Regions from separate parts of the Xenopus laevis genome. Here regions 1 and 3 are each linked to region 2. The links are chromatin contacts, called in public Hi-C maps. All regions are on one chromosome and are shown on one strand. Each heading gives the region's core, a stretch centred on a gene start, on an enhancer-like site or on the middle of the called end of the contact. The rest is flanking DNA. Distances are from core to core; before and after follow the strand shown. Region 1 holds the start of mmadhc.S (metabolism of cobalamin associated D S homeolog). Region 2 holds the start of rnd3.S (Rho family GTPase 3 S homeolog). Region 3 has its middle 67 kb from the start of mmadhc.S.

Region 1 (2,700 bases), core at 15-2,514, 210 kb after region 2:
TAGCCCTGCCACATGCAGATGGAGGAGCCCTGTTGTGGTAGGTTAATATCCCCTTTAAGATATAATGCCAAGATAAGTATGGCATGCATCCCCAGGCTTAGGTCCAAACAGAGTTATATTGATTCTGGAACCAAGGCACTAGGGTGGGATTCTAAATTTATTGGCCATGTCTACGTGGGTTTCTTATCACAGTACAAAACCAAAAGCTGATTGGTCAAAGTCTTATGAAGTTTACCCTTAAAGGAATTGTTTAGTGTAAACATAAAATCTGGTAAATAGATAGGCTATGCAAAATATATAATGTTTCTAATATAGTTAGGGAAAAATATAATGTATAAAGGCTGGAGTGACTGGATGTGTAACATAATAGCCAGAACATTACTTCCTGCTTTGCAGCTCTCTTGCTTTCCACTGATTGGTTAGTCTTTTGATTCACTTCACAGGTTACAGTTTGGTAGCGTTAGAGGTAGGGCTGCCACCTTTTCTGGAAAAAAATACCGGCCTTCCTATATTCTTGCCGTTTATTTTCCAATTTACAACTTTGGCATCAAGCATCATTTTTACCGGCCAGGCAGGTAAAATACGGGCCAGGCGGCAACCCTAGTTAGAGGGAGGGTTAGTGGGCCCCCTTATAGTCACTGACAGGGGCGTAACTACAGGGGAAGCAGACCCTACAGCTGCAGGGGGCCCCATGAGGCCCTAATTCATAATAAATTTCAATAAATATTGGTTAAACAGATAAAGCTCTAGACATTTTGGGGGCCTGAAAATAATATGCTGATAATAATTCCCATGGACTGAATTGATGTTATTTAAAAAAAAAAAAAAAAAAAGTACAGTCTTTAAAACTGCCAACCACTCGGATAGATGGATATCCACAAGTTATATAAATGGGAGCAAATATCAAAGGGAGCAAAAATAATGAAGCAGTTCCCTGTGCGTATCTGCACCACAACTACAACTCCCAGAATCCTCCACTAACACTACCAGGCTCTGCGGAAGTTATTCAAAAGAAATCCTTTGTTTAAAGACACCTGTATGCCAACAAACGTAAGAAATGACGTATGAATTGAGCAATATGATTAAAGTCCATCGTATAACATCCCTGCATACAGTGTGACATAATCGTTTACGCTTAACAACCGCGCTTACATATTTCGACTGCCATTGGTTTGGAAGCATGTCCTTCAATGCTAACGTCCAATCAGAGTAGACCTCCAACCAGCGACCCTTTTGCAAGATTGTCGTCGTTGTTAGCCATTAGTGAACTCTCTTGCTTTTGTAGGCGGTGTTTAGCTCACTGGGCCAATCAGAAGAGTGATTGCATCGTATCCTGTTGTGGAGCAGTGACAGCAGGAGGACACGGCTTGTGAATATTTGATCCAGTGCACTAGGTAGGAAGCTGGGCCCTGTGGGGCCACTGGAGAATTGAGGGCACATAGTGGGAGCTACGACTACACAACACACTTATCTACACCTAACCCAGTTATCCAGAGCTCTTATACACCTGTGCGCGAATACACGGATATAAATGGCCTCGTAAAACTTGTCTCTGTATTCAGTGTTGTTTATAAAGCAGAGTAGAGACGTACAAAGCTTTGAATCTCCAACCTCAGGCTTCCTGCATTGCTAGGGGTCCCCTCTGATTCTTTATCACTGAAGGGATCCCCACAGTAGGGCTTCTATGTACAGGCTTTTTATACCAAAATAATTGAGGTCAGCACTTTTACTTACTCATTTTCAAGGTATATTATGATGAATTTGCTTCCAGCAACTTCCAAAGAAAATTCCCACTTTTATGTTCTCAACATAATGTAGAAACTAAATTTTTTTTACTTTTTTTTTTAAATATATATAGTGGATAATGTACCCCCTACTGTAATTTATAAAGATATTATAAGTCACAAGGAGTTATGTGACCATATAAAAGCACAAGGCCGCATGCCGAGTGCTTTTATAAAGGTCACATAACTCAGAGCTGACTTCTGATATCTTTATAAATTTCTAGTAGGGGGTACATTATGCATTATAATCTACATTTTGTGGGGGGGTCAGAGTCAAAATTCTGGTCGCCGGCGTCCATTTCGGACGCGCATAGTCAAATTCGGACGCACATCGTCAAATTCGGATGCGCAGCGTCAAATTCGGCGGCCTGGGGCCCCTGTTATAACTGGCGCGTACTGACGTCAGAACGCGCTGTTTATATAGTGAATAAAGTACCCTCTCTTGTAAAATATAAGGATATTATAAGTTACCGAGGAGTTTCATGACCATATAAAAACACGAGGCCGAAGGCCTCGTGTTTTTATACAGGTCATGGAACTCTGAGGGGGGCAACTGGGGGTACTTTATTCACTATATAATACACAAAAGCCATGAATATCCTGTAAATTATACCCTTATAAACGGTGAGTTCTGATGTCATTAGTTATAAACGGTGAGTTCTGATGTCATTCCTGTCACATGACTCACCGAAACTTGTGTATTATAATAAATAAAGTACCCCCAGTTGCAAAATATGAGGATATTTGGCCTCGTGTTTTTATATGGTCATGAAACTCCTCGGTAACTTATAATATCCTTATATTTTACAAGAGGGGGTACTTTATTCACTATATATATATCTATATATATTATAACAAACAAGGGAAAGTTGTGCTCACCACTATTTTTTAAAACCATTAGGCGGGGGTGCAATGA
Region 2 (2,746 bases), core at 53-2,552:
TTACACTGATCTCTCAATAGCTTTGTAGCCTGTGGCTCCTAAAACAATAGTGGTCTATATGCTTACGAGATGATATGTCAAGATGGTACAATATCTCTGGTACAATAAACTCTCCTGACGGTATTGGCTCAGGCATACCTCCCAACATTACAAAAATGGAGAGAGGGACAAAAAAGATACAGTATACTGCGCATAGCAAGTCCATTTTATGGTTCCACCTCCTAATTTCTGGTCTACAAAATAGTTATAATTGTATCTTTGCTTATTTTCAATTGTTACAAGCCTCTCAAACTCTAACCTGGAAAACAGATCAAGCTTGAATGTATTGCAGTGTACGGACAGCCAGTTTCTGTTTTGTTTAAAGGTTGGGGCATTTTGGTGGCTTGGGGCATAAAATGGCTCAAAGGTATTGTTAATGGGTTGAGTTCAGAGGACTTCTCCTATTTGTCTGTATGGATTTTGTGGTCACGCCTCATTGCACCCCTGCTTAATGTTTTCAAAAATTAGTGGTGACCACCCTTGTTTATTATAACATATCAAGTGCTGGAATGAACCCTTATGGGCACTACAACCTCACATATGTACACTAGGCCTACTATACCTGCTATCCCACAGCCACAGTCCCTTCACAGAGACTATTATCCCACTGCTACTATAGGCATCATCTCTCCCTACTATACCTGCTATCCCACAGCCACAGTCCTTTTGTAGAATAAAATTATAAAGTAATCTACATATGGTATTAAAACCTTGCAGGGAGAGGTATGTCGGGCACATCAGAGAACCTAATGCCAAGAATCCTGCCCAGGCTGGAACTGGCAATCTGTGACCCCTGGCATATAGCAGAGGGCTGCTGTAAGATGCTATATACTGTATTAATAGGGCCTGTGGAGCTAGTTGGGTCCCAATTTTGACCTAACCATGCTTTAGTTAATGCCCCTTGCCTGGGCCGCTCAAGTGCAAAAGACAAAGGAATGGCGAGATTCTTTAAATTTACATCTCAGGTCCCACCTTCCCATGAGGCCAAACGAAAAACAAATCAGTATTTAGGAAAACAAAGCCATCTGCCTCAGCTGCCACCTCTTGCTTAGTACTGCAGAGCTCTAGCACTTCCGCCACTGTCCCCTAGATGGCGCATTGTCCGCACAGCCAAATGTTTGCAGCTCTTCCTTCCACTCGCCGCATGTTCCATACAAGGAGAAAGGGTGGGCGTGGCGGAGTCTCCTGTTACAGAAGACTAGGGCAGGGGGCGGGTCCGCTATAAAAGCTGTCAGTAGTCGCGTAACAAAGCTCAGTCATCTCGCCGCTGGATGTAGGAGGGTTCCTTGTTGTCGTTGGTGGATCAAGCTGCTCCGGGAGGTCTGTGCGTAGAGAATCTCGCTGCACCTTCGCGTCTCTGCTGATCAGAAAGGAAAGTTTCCTATACACATCAATGAAGGAAAGAAGAACGAGTCAGAAACTGGCCAGCAAATCAATGATGGATCCCAACCAGAATGTGAAATGTAAAATTGTGGTGGTGGGGGACAGCCAGTGTGGCAAAACTGCTCTGCTCCATGTCTTTGCCAAGGACTCCTTCCCAGAGGTACGTCCCTCAGGGGCCAACATAGGATTTGCATGGAGGGGGATTCTGCATTCCATCTAATATTACTAACGTGTAACTTTCTCATGGCTGCTGATATACCCACCAGCTGTACCCACTAGTTATACCCACTAGCTGTACCCACCAGTTATACCCACCAGCTGTACCCACCAGCTGTACCCACCAGTTATAACCACCAGCTGTACCCACTAGCTGTATCCACCAGTTGTACCCACCAGTTGTACCCACCAGTTGTACCCACCAGTTGTACCCACCAGTTGTACCCACCAGTTGTACCCACCAGTTGTACCCACCAGTTATGCTCACCAGCTGTACCCCCATGTGCAGCACTTGCAGCAGAGCACACTTTCGCTTACAGACCATCTTTCTCACTCTCAGTATCATGTGGCCCTTCAGCTCTTTGTATTGGTGGATTGGGCAGGGGTGTCCAGCTGTGGCCCTTAAACTGTTAGTGTTCAAGTGACTGCAGGTTAGCCATGTATTTTTCCTGTTCATGTTTGGAACCTGCACACAGCTGGAGGACCATAGGCTGATCATCCCTTCTTTCTTTACTCTACATTGTATTTTTACCAGCCATGGAAACAGCCTACAAAAATTGGTCTATTAAGTGTAGCCAGTGGGACTGCTGTTCAGCACCATTGGCTGGTTGAAGATGGTATTGCAAGTGCAACGTCTCAGCTATTGGCTGATTCTGACGTTTAAGAGACTTGTCCACCTGTAAACCCCCCCACCTTCCTTAACACACAACTGTCCCTGGTGGCACTCCTGAGGATTTACTAGAAGGCAGACAGTCATTAAACAGGCCATAAATTAACCCCCCAACCATCTGCCAGCTTGTTCTGCTGGGCATATTTAAATCTAAATGTGCCTGCTGGGTAGAGTGAGCGCACAAGCTCTGTGGGGCAGGGAATCCCCACTATTGTCTGTGTTAGATATACAAGTTTGGATCTGGATTGTGTTACAATATTTGGTGGTGGGTGATTTCCTATTATGCCACAACACTGAGTGTGGGTTCCTAGGCTGCTGTTTGGGCCAATATTGCCATAATGTTCTCTTGTACTCCCATTGATATGTAATATATATTCCAGGATTCCCTATCAGCCTATATCTCTAGGTAAATTTGCGAAATCCTAGTATTCCTAGAAT
Region 3 (2,700 bases), core at 153-2,652, 140 kb after region 2:
CCATTCGATAGACGAAGTACTGTCTCTTTAAAAAAATCTTCGACCCCCTAGTTCGCCACCTAAAACCTACCGAGGCCAATGTTAGCCTATGGGGAAGGTCCCCATAGGCTTCCTAACAATTTCCTGATCGAAGGAATATCCTTCGATTGATGGATTAAAATCCTTCGAATCGTTCGATTCGAAGGATTTAATCATTCGAACGAACGATTATTCCTTCAATCGTTCGATCGTAGGAATAGCGCAAAATCCTTTGACTTCGATATTCGAAGTCGAAGGATTTTACTTCGACGATCGAATATCAAGGGTTAATTAACCCTCGATATTCGACCCTAGGTAAATGTGCCCTTTATGTAGTGTCATTGACATCCTACAGTACATCCACCAGCAGAGCTTAAACGTCAAGATCCCTGCCAGGCCTTTCACTGGGATTCAAAATAGGCCCTGGCATTTCAAGTACCCAGAGGCCAAATAGCCCCCACCCACCAGCCCACTAAACAGTGACTGTCAATGGTACTTACCAGAAACCACATATTACCAGTAATTGTCATCAGAAATCATGTCATCTGCCTGTTTGTTTTTGGAGGAAACCAAAGTGCATTTGTCTCAATCAATCCCAGGAACCCAGAGCTGCATGGCCACGCTAACAAAATGTGCATCAAAAATCGAAACTTTCTTTAGAAATTAGATGATATACTTATATGCATTTTACCTGCTTCAACCAAAGTCCTAAACAAAAGGATAAGCTCATCAGGATAATTATCATGGTAGTATTCATACATATTTCTGTATATATATATCTACATATATATATATATTTAAAGGGGAACTATTATGAAAATGAAATTTTAATATAAGCTTTAATATAAGACACTTTCTAAATACAATCAATTAAAAATTCTTGTTTCATTGTTTCTGAAATAATCAAGTTTATATTCACTATTCCTCTCTCAGCATCTGTTTCTCTTCATTCTGTCTTCATGCAACAGTTGGGTGTCAGATAAATGATCAGGGCCGGATTTAACGAAGCGGAGCCCCAAGGCCGCAGATCACATGAATTCGAAATTCAACGTTTGATAAATGTGCCTCTAGGTGTGGTTGAGTTAAAATGGCTGCAATTGTTGTGTGTATTGACACTATTTATTAAAGGTGCTTTCTGAACCAAAACATGTTTCTTGTTCCTTTCACATATCTGCACCAAGCACCAATGCACCCGGGCAACCCCTGAAACTACTTACAGTAATATAGGGGTTCCCACTGTGGGCTGCATTGCACAAGCCAGAGAGGGAACACTCTACTTAGTACTCGTCCTATGGCAGTGCAGATGGTAAGGACAGGGCTGCCTACAACCTATTATCTCAGTGCTCTGCACCTAGCTCCAAATTACCAATCAGAAGCTAAGTGCAGAGCACACCCAGACAGCAACACAGCTCATAGAATAAGCACAATAGAGCCTGCTTTGCCCTTGTATCTGGGGTGTAATTTACCCCTCAAATGTTTCCCGTCTCACATTACACATTCAAACATACTCTGAGAGCAAATTAAATTGTTGTGCATTCAATGTAAGGTGACCACTAAGATTATGTTGATGTTGGCACTTGCCACTAATGCTACTTCTCTTAAGAGCACACCATGCTGGATGTCACAATACTGCCATTGGTTTCATTGTGCCATCATCACTCCACCTTGGCTTTCCAATTTACATTTATATATAAAATCGACCAATCAAGGCCTTAATCTCTTAGGGAAGTACAATTAGGAAGATAAGTTAGAAGAAGACAACTAAGAGAAAATACCAGATTGCTATCAGCACTGCTAACAACACTTTTAAAGTCTCATCGAAATGAAGACAATGACAGTTGTTACAGTGATAGAGGGCTCCATCTGGTACTTCAGCTCAATATTGCATGCTGCTAATTTAGAAGTTAATGCACTTGAATAATTGAAGAGAAAGATACACTGAAGCTTGTAACACGAGGGAAATGTTTTCTAAGATGAAGGTAATAAAAACCGTAGAATAAAAACAAAAACAGTTGCACAGTTCCAAAATAAAAGGGGGTCTAGCTGTTTAAAGTAAAAGCAATATGTGAAGTCAAAACATTTGGATTTGACATTGGATTCTACATCCGAGTGACATGATGCATTGGGGAGCACATGCATAAAGATGGAGCAGACTTTTATCAGACATTATTTGGCTCTCAGGATGCTCCCCACTGCTCCCCACAAAACCCTCACCAGTGGCATTAGGTGACAAGGGTCAGGTCTCCCTCTCCAAATAAAAAACTTTAGGTCCCCCACTGATGCCTTGCTGAAGAAGGCATTTTTTTGGCCAACTGAAAGGAAGCAATGTCCTCATGCTGCCAATATATTTTAAGAGAAATATGTTTATGCAGTTGGCGAATATGGGCTCACACAGCAATAATAAAACTTAGTAATAAATAAAACTTAGAATGCATTTTTAATTTTTTACATCATTGTTGAATCTTGAGAGTCAGGCTATAGCTGTGTCATATTCAATCACAGAAACTATGATACAAAATTCTGTTTTTCCATATTTGAATGTATATGAACCATTTCAGATAGAGTCATTATTACAATCTCATAAATAATTTAACAGGGCCCAATATCTAAACATTTAAAATACATAACATAATCATTCTGTAGACACTTCCAAAACTATAAAATCTTTGTACCCTCAGAGGT

What was found. Hi-C and Micro-C count contacts between places; a contact is called where the count stands out from the background.
Region 1: a contact with region 2 is called in a Hi-C map of the XTC cell line, with 5 times the contacts expected there. The contact joins the promoter of mmadhc.S here to the promoter of rnd3.S in region 2. A contact is called at or near these places in 2 of 4 Hi-C or Micro-C datasets (the XL177 cell line and the XTC cell line).
Region 3: a Hi-C map of the XTC cell line shows a contact between it and region 2, with 2.5 times the contacts expected there. The contact joins the enhancer-like site here to the promoter of rnd3.S in region 2. A contact is called at or near these places in 2 of 4 Hi-C or Micro-C datasets (the XL177 cell line and the XTC cell line).

Annotation. Positions count from the first base shown.
Region 1 is chr9_10S:59,318,920-59,321,619 of Xenopus_laevis_v10.1, reverse strand. mmadhc.S (metabolism of cobalamin associated D S homeolog) reads left to right here and starts at 1,264. Exons shown (of 8, transcript NM_001096531.1): 1 at 1,264-1,394.
Region 2 is chr9_10S:59,527,633-59,530,378 of Xenopus_laevis_v10.1, reverse strand. rnd3.S (Rho family GTPase 3 S homeolog) reads left to right here and starts at 1,302. Exons shown (of 5, transcript NM_001091085.1): 1 at 1,302-1,582. The coding sequence starts at 1,433.
Region 3 is chr9_10S:59,386,318-59,389,017 of Xenopus_laevis_v10.1, reverse strand. No RefSeq gene overlaps it. Among protein-coding and RNA genes, the nearest start is that of mmadhc.S, 67 kb to the right of the region's middle. Within about 2 kb of position 1,402, at least 1 of the 7 cell types and tissues checked has an H3K27ac peak or open chromatin away from gene starts, as enhancers often do.